Linked DNA regions of Sus scrofa: region 2 is linked to region 1. A link is a contact called in public Hi-C data. All regions are on one chromosome and are shown on one strand. Each heading gives the region's core, a stretch centred on a gene start, on an enhancer-like site or on the middle of the called end of the contact. The rest is flanking DNA. Distances are from core to core; before and after follow the strand shown.

Region 1 (2,567 bases), core at 19-2,518:
TTACAAGAAATCCAAAATCCTGACTCAAGAAGACTTCACTAAGGCTTTGGGAAAATGAGAAAGTATGGAAGTGGTGAAGATATTAGACTGCAAGTGACAGAATCTCTCAATAATCTTACCAGAAACAAATTAAGCAACACCCTGAAAACTAAAGAACTGAACAGCCTTTCACACCTACCCCTGAAAATAACATGGCTCTGGGTAGGTCTTGGCATTCAGGAATTTTAATGCACCTCATAAAAAAAACACTGTCAGTCTTGCTCTGTAGGTGATGAAACTGAAATAAATTATCTGATGCAAATGGAAAGGAATTTAGAACTCATTTTGTTGGGCATCTGTTTTGGCATTTAACCTAATACTTCTTCCTAAGCAGAAGGTGCAGAAGCTTTGTGTGTTCAAATGAGTCCAGTGAAAAGTGAACTTAGATGAATTGAGTTTGGTTTATCCAATAATGGGAATGCTAATGGATATTTTCTGAGCATTGGTACCATGTTAGAAGTTGAAGGTTCAGAGATTCAAAATAGTCCCTGCCCTCAAATGAATTCCCATTTATTGCAGGAGGACAAGCAAGCTCACCGATGCTCACTTAACTTTAGTTCAAGGTGAAAAACAGAAGGATAGGCAAAAGTTATTAGTGTGGAGAGAAAAGGGGAGCTGAGGAAGTCTTGTGGTGGAAAGTAGCATTTGATCAGGACCTTGAAGGACAGAAAGGAAGTCAGGAACAGGTAAGCTAGAGCCTCTAATTTCTTTCCTTTTGTTTTTAAAAATTTTTCATTTTATGGGCTGTACCTGTCGCATATGGAAGTTCTCAGGCTAGGCGTTGAATCAGAGCTGCAGCTGCCAGCCTATGCCACAGCCACAGCCACGCCAAATCCAAGCCACATCTGCGATCTACACTGCAGCGCCGGATACTCAACCCACTGAGGAGGGCCAGGGATCGTACCTGCAGCCTCTTGAAATACTAGTCAGGTTTACGACTGCTGAGCCACAACAAGAACTCTGAGCCTCTAATGTTTACTGTAACCCGCATTGCTCACTTCTATGCCACCCTGCCTCTTCTCTATTCCATGTCGCCCTACCCACTCCACCAAAACTTCGTTGGTCTCCGTGGAACCCTTCAGAAACCCCAGTCTTGTTGAATGCCTCCATTTCAGACGAGGAAACTAAGGCGCACGGAGTGTTCCCCACAGAGGAAAGAGTGAGCCAAGGAAGGAAGGTGGCTTGGACATGAGTTTGGGAACCAGCGAGTGACGTGATTTGGTCAGAGCAGGGGGAGGTCCAAATGGGAAGGGCTATTAAAGGCAGACAGACTGTGGAGACCTCGAATGCCATGTTGAGGAGAGTGGGCTCTGTCTTCAAAGCTGAGGGACAGGAGGGCGAGATGGGACAGGACTGGAAAGGGGAGAGAGCCTGAAGCCAAGACCAGATAGAAGGCAACTGCAATCGTCTAGGTAGGAGGCAATAACTGCTGAAATTCAGGGAATGACAGAGTGAGTGGAGAGACACGGAGAAAGTAAACTGATAGATCGTGGGCATGATGGAGTAGGAAAAAAAAAACAGAAGCTGGAATTCGCACCCCCTCCCCCCACTGGCCTCTTTGCCTTCCTTCTAAGCTCTGTGGTTGGCCAGTTGTGAACACTGGACAAGCCCCTCACTCCACATGCCTTGGTTTCCTTTTCTGAAATGGAGGCATTACAAGAATGGGGTTTCTAAAATTCCACGGAGACCTAGGATTGCAAAGAAGTTCTGGTGGAGTAATAGGGTTGGGGGCAATAGAGAGCAACGGGGGGGTGGGTTGGGGGTGAGGAATGGGCGTTGACTGGGGTCTGCAATCAAATGAGAAGCTCTAGATACAAAACCACCCCCAAAATCAGAATACCTCCTTTACGTAACAGAATGATCTGTAACAGTAAATTGCCAAAAAAGTAAAAACCCCCAACCACTATGATAACCTCAGGACTGTATAGATTACCTCCAACAGCCTTTTGCGCATTCACACTCACAGAAACTGTCACCCAAGAGATTTGCTAATATAAGTGGACATGGGTCTCATTTTTAGGACCCCGTTGAGTTCCTGTTTATTTGGCGAACTGTTGCACAAATGCTGGAACAACTGGAACAACAATTGTCATGCTGAATCCATGCCAAAACTCCCTAAAATGGGACAGATTTACTGAAAGGCCATCTGGTGTTCTTACTCTTGTGCGGTACCTTTTTCCAAGATCCAGCGAGTTTTCCAAACCTCATAAACGCCATCGTGAAAAGGGCTGTTGCCTGTGAGTACAAAGACCCTGGCTTCCCGGCTACTGACTGTCCTCTGGTTTTGGGTCAGCTGAGCTGCCCCTCTGAGGTGCACAGCCCTGTCTATAGAAGCAGAGCAATACAGCAAACAACCCTAGGGGCCCCTCTAGCTTGAACATTCCAAGATTCCAGGATCCTCAACTTTGGAGCCTGCTATCTGAACAACACTCTGATCAATAGCATGTGCTCGCGGTCTTGTTCTGTCACAGTCAGATGGTCAGTGTATTAAAGGCTTTGGGCTGTTGTCTGTAAGGATTGGGCAATGT
Region 2 (2,567 bases), core at 42-2,541, 57 kb after region 1:
GAACACAAAAAGGTAATACCCATCAATGTATCCACAGGAGGAAAACTGTCGTGGGGAAGGCTGGGATCAATTTGGCCAGTTATTTCTAAATTAAAAGTCAACACTGGATTATTTACCAATGACTTAGTGAACTTTTCATATATATATTTTGGCTTACTGTATCTTAGAAGGGAAATATTGAATGTTTTTGCAAGTGGCCCGTACCAAAGCAATTCAAATACAGGGACTACTGATCATCGTAGGATGTCGTGAAACCTCACAGTGCATTCAGGCCCTCGCTTACTAACCACAGGTCCTCCTCGTCACTCTCAACCACTGCTCTTCCCAAATCTAGCTCCAGTGCCTCCATGTGCATCAAGTCCTCGCTCGGTTTTGTCTTTACTTGTTGCAACTGTATGTTTCCACTTAAGTGTTTGCCTGTGTATCCTGAGTAACATTTGTGTATAGCATGCTTGTGTTTCAGTGTAAATTTTTATGTCTGTGGGAGAATCTCTTGATTTTCAGAGGATATAGTTTTCATATTACTATGGAATTAGGCACAGTGGGTATGCACATCTCCTTGTATAAATTAGTAGATAAGAGGGACAAGGTGTATTAATATGATACTATGTTAGAAATTTAGCTACCAACCAGACTGCATAAAGTGAAGGATTAAAGAAATTGTTCTTATAACTCAAGAAAAAAAATCAATTATTCAATGAAAGCAAGAATGCTTTTGGCATTCGGCAACAAACAGATTCACAGTTCGTTAAAACTTTACACTATTCAGTTGGGTTGGACCTAGGTCTTTCCTTTGAAAGCAGCATGGAATTGTGGAAGAAGACAGGCTGTGTGGTTATAATAGGTGGCCAGGACTAGCAAAGGTAGCCAAGGAAATTTTTTTGAATTCCCCTGCAAATTTCATGGAAATCCATGGATATAGGTTAGATTTTTGTTCTCAGAGGAGCCAATTTTGTACAAATATGAAGATGGAAAAAAAAATTCTATTAGAACTGAGCGAGATCACATAATAGTACAAAAGAAGGGCTTTGATGTCTTAAAACGGTGCCTATTTGCTGCAGCCTTTGTTATTTTTTCTTGGACAATTTTTGAATTAAGAATAATCCATGAAACTATTTGCGCTGGCCAAGATTTTTCAATTGTTGATAGAAGAATGATACTGAATTTTGTGAGGAAGGGTGAAGGTCAGCGAAGCAATAAGAATGTGTCCATGGCAGGGTGAGGGTCAGATGTTTGTTTTTAAATGTTAGGGAAAGTTCTCTACTTGTCTGAAGCAAGTAGGAAAGTGAAAGTAATTTATGGTTATTATGAAATTTCTGTACTTCTCATGGGAAAGTAGCTGACGTCAGGGTTTGATAAGCTTCCTGTGGCTACAAACATACGGAACATTGATTCCTAAGAAAAATGCAATCTTTCTCTTCACAGAATCATGATGTACCTGCACCTGGACTTTGGTTTAATTGCCACACATCAGGCAAAACCTAATGTAGTGTTTTTAAAGCCCAAAAATTGTGGCGAGGCAGGGGCAACTGTTCCTGTCATCACCACCACCACCGTTATCATGATCAACAAGCACTGATGTATGTTCATATGACCTTGTAAGGCATTATGTTAAATGCTTGCGTCCCAAGGAGTGATAATAAATGGTACACTTCATTTTTATGCATATTAAAGCTTCCAAAGGATACAGTCTTCCTGGCACACTTCTGCCTATACAGTTATGTATGGGTCCTTTATTTTTTTATTGAGTGTATATTAGTAGTAGTAGTAGTAGTATTTTGTCTTTTTAGGGCCATATCTGAAATAGAGGGAAGTTCCTGGGCTAGGGGTAGAACTGGAGCCGGAGCTGCCAGCCTATGCCACAGCCACAGCAATGCAGGATCCTTAACCCACTGAGCAAGGCTGGGGATCAAACACGTGTCCTCATGGAGCCATGATGGGAATTCCAAGTGTGTATTATTTACCAGTCATTATTTTATTTTCAAATAACAGTGTTAAGATGTAGTTCATATACCACACAATTTAAATGGTTCACTCGTTTTTCAGTATATTCAGAGTTGTGCAATCATTACCATCTTAGAACATTTTCCATCAACCCCTAAACCCCCTAGACCCTTTAGCCACCCCCCAAACTGCAATTTCTCCTATAACTCTCAGCCCTAAACTACCTAATATATAGTTTGTTTATATAGAGTTCCCCATTTTGGACATTTCACATGAATAGAACCATATAACATGTGGTCTTTTGTGACTGAGTTTTTCCACTTAGCACAATGTTTTCAAGATTCATCTATGTGGTAGCGGGTACTGGTACTTTCTTCCTTTTTATGGCCAAATAATATTCCATTGTATGGATTTATCACACTTTGTTTATCCATTTGTCTGTTGATATACATTTAGGTTGTTTCCATCTTTTAGCTATTCACACGAATAATGCTGCTATAAACATCTGCGTACGCATTTCTGTGTAGACATATGTTTTCATTTCTCTTGGATATATACCTGGGAGTGGAATTGCAGGGTCATATGATAATTCTCTTCCATTGTTTGAGGGACTTTGAGACATT

What was found. Hi-C and Micro-C count contacts between places; a contact is called where the count stands out from the background.
Region 2: a contact with region 1 is called in a Hi-C map of liver, with 3 times the contacts expected there. The contact joins two enhancer-like sites. A contact is called at or near these places in 1 of 5 promoter capture datasets (liver), 7 of 47 Hi-C or Micro-C datasets (brain, embryonic fibroblasts, liver and 1 more) and 1 of 2 datasets of contacts at active chromatin or transcription factors (skeletal muscle).

What each region holds. Positions count from the first base shown.
Region 1 is chr18:14,337,358-14,339,924 of Sscrofa11.1, forward strand. The region is part of intron 3 of CALD1 (caldesmon); the gene reads right to left. Among named protein-coding and RNA genes, the nearest start is that of AGBL3, 73 kb to the left of the region's middle. Within about 2 kb of position 1,269, at least 10 of the 83 cell types and tissues checked have an H3K27ac peak or open chromatin away from gene starts, as enhancers often do. A contact at or near this core is called in liver, where this site is marked.
Region 2 is chr18:14,393,875-14,396,441 of Sscrofa11.1, forward strand. The region is part of intron 1 of CALD1 (caldesmon); the gene reads right to left. Among named protein-coding and RNA genes, the nearest start is that of CALD1, 91 kb to the right of the region's middle. Within about 2 kb of position 1,292, at least 13 of the 83 cell types and tissues checked have an H3K27ac peak or open chromatin away from gene starts, as enhancers often do. A contact at or near this core is called in liver, where this site is marked.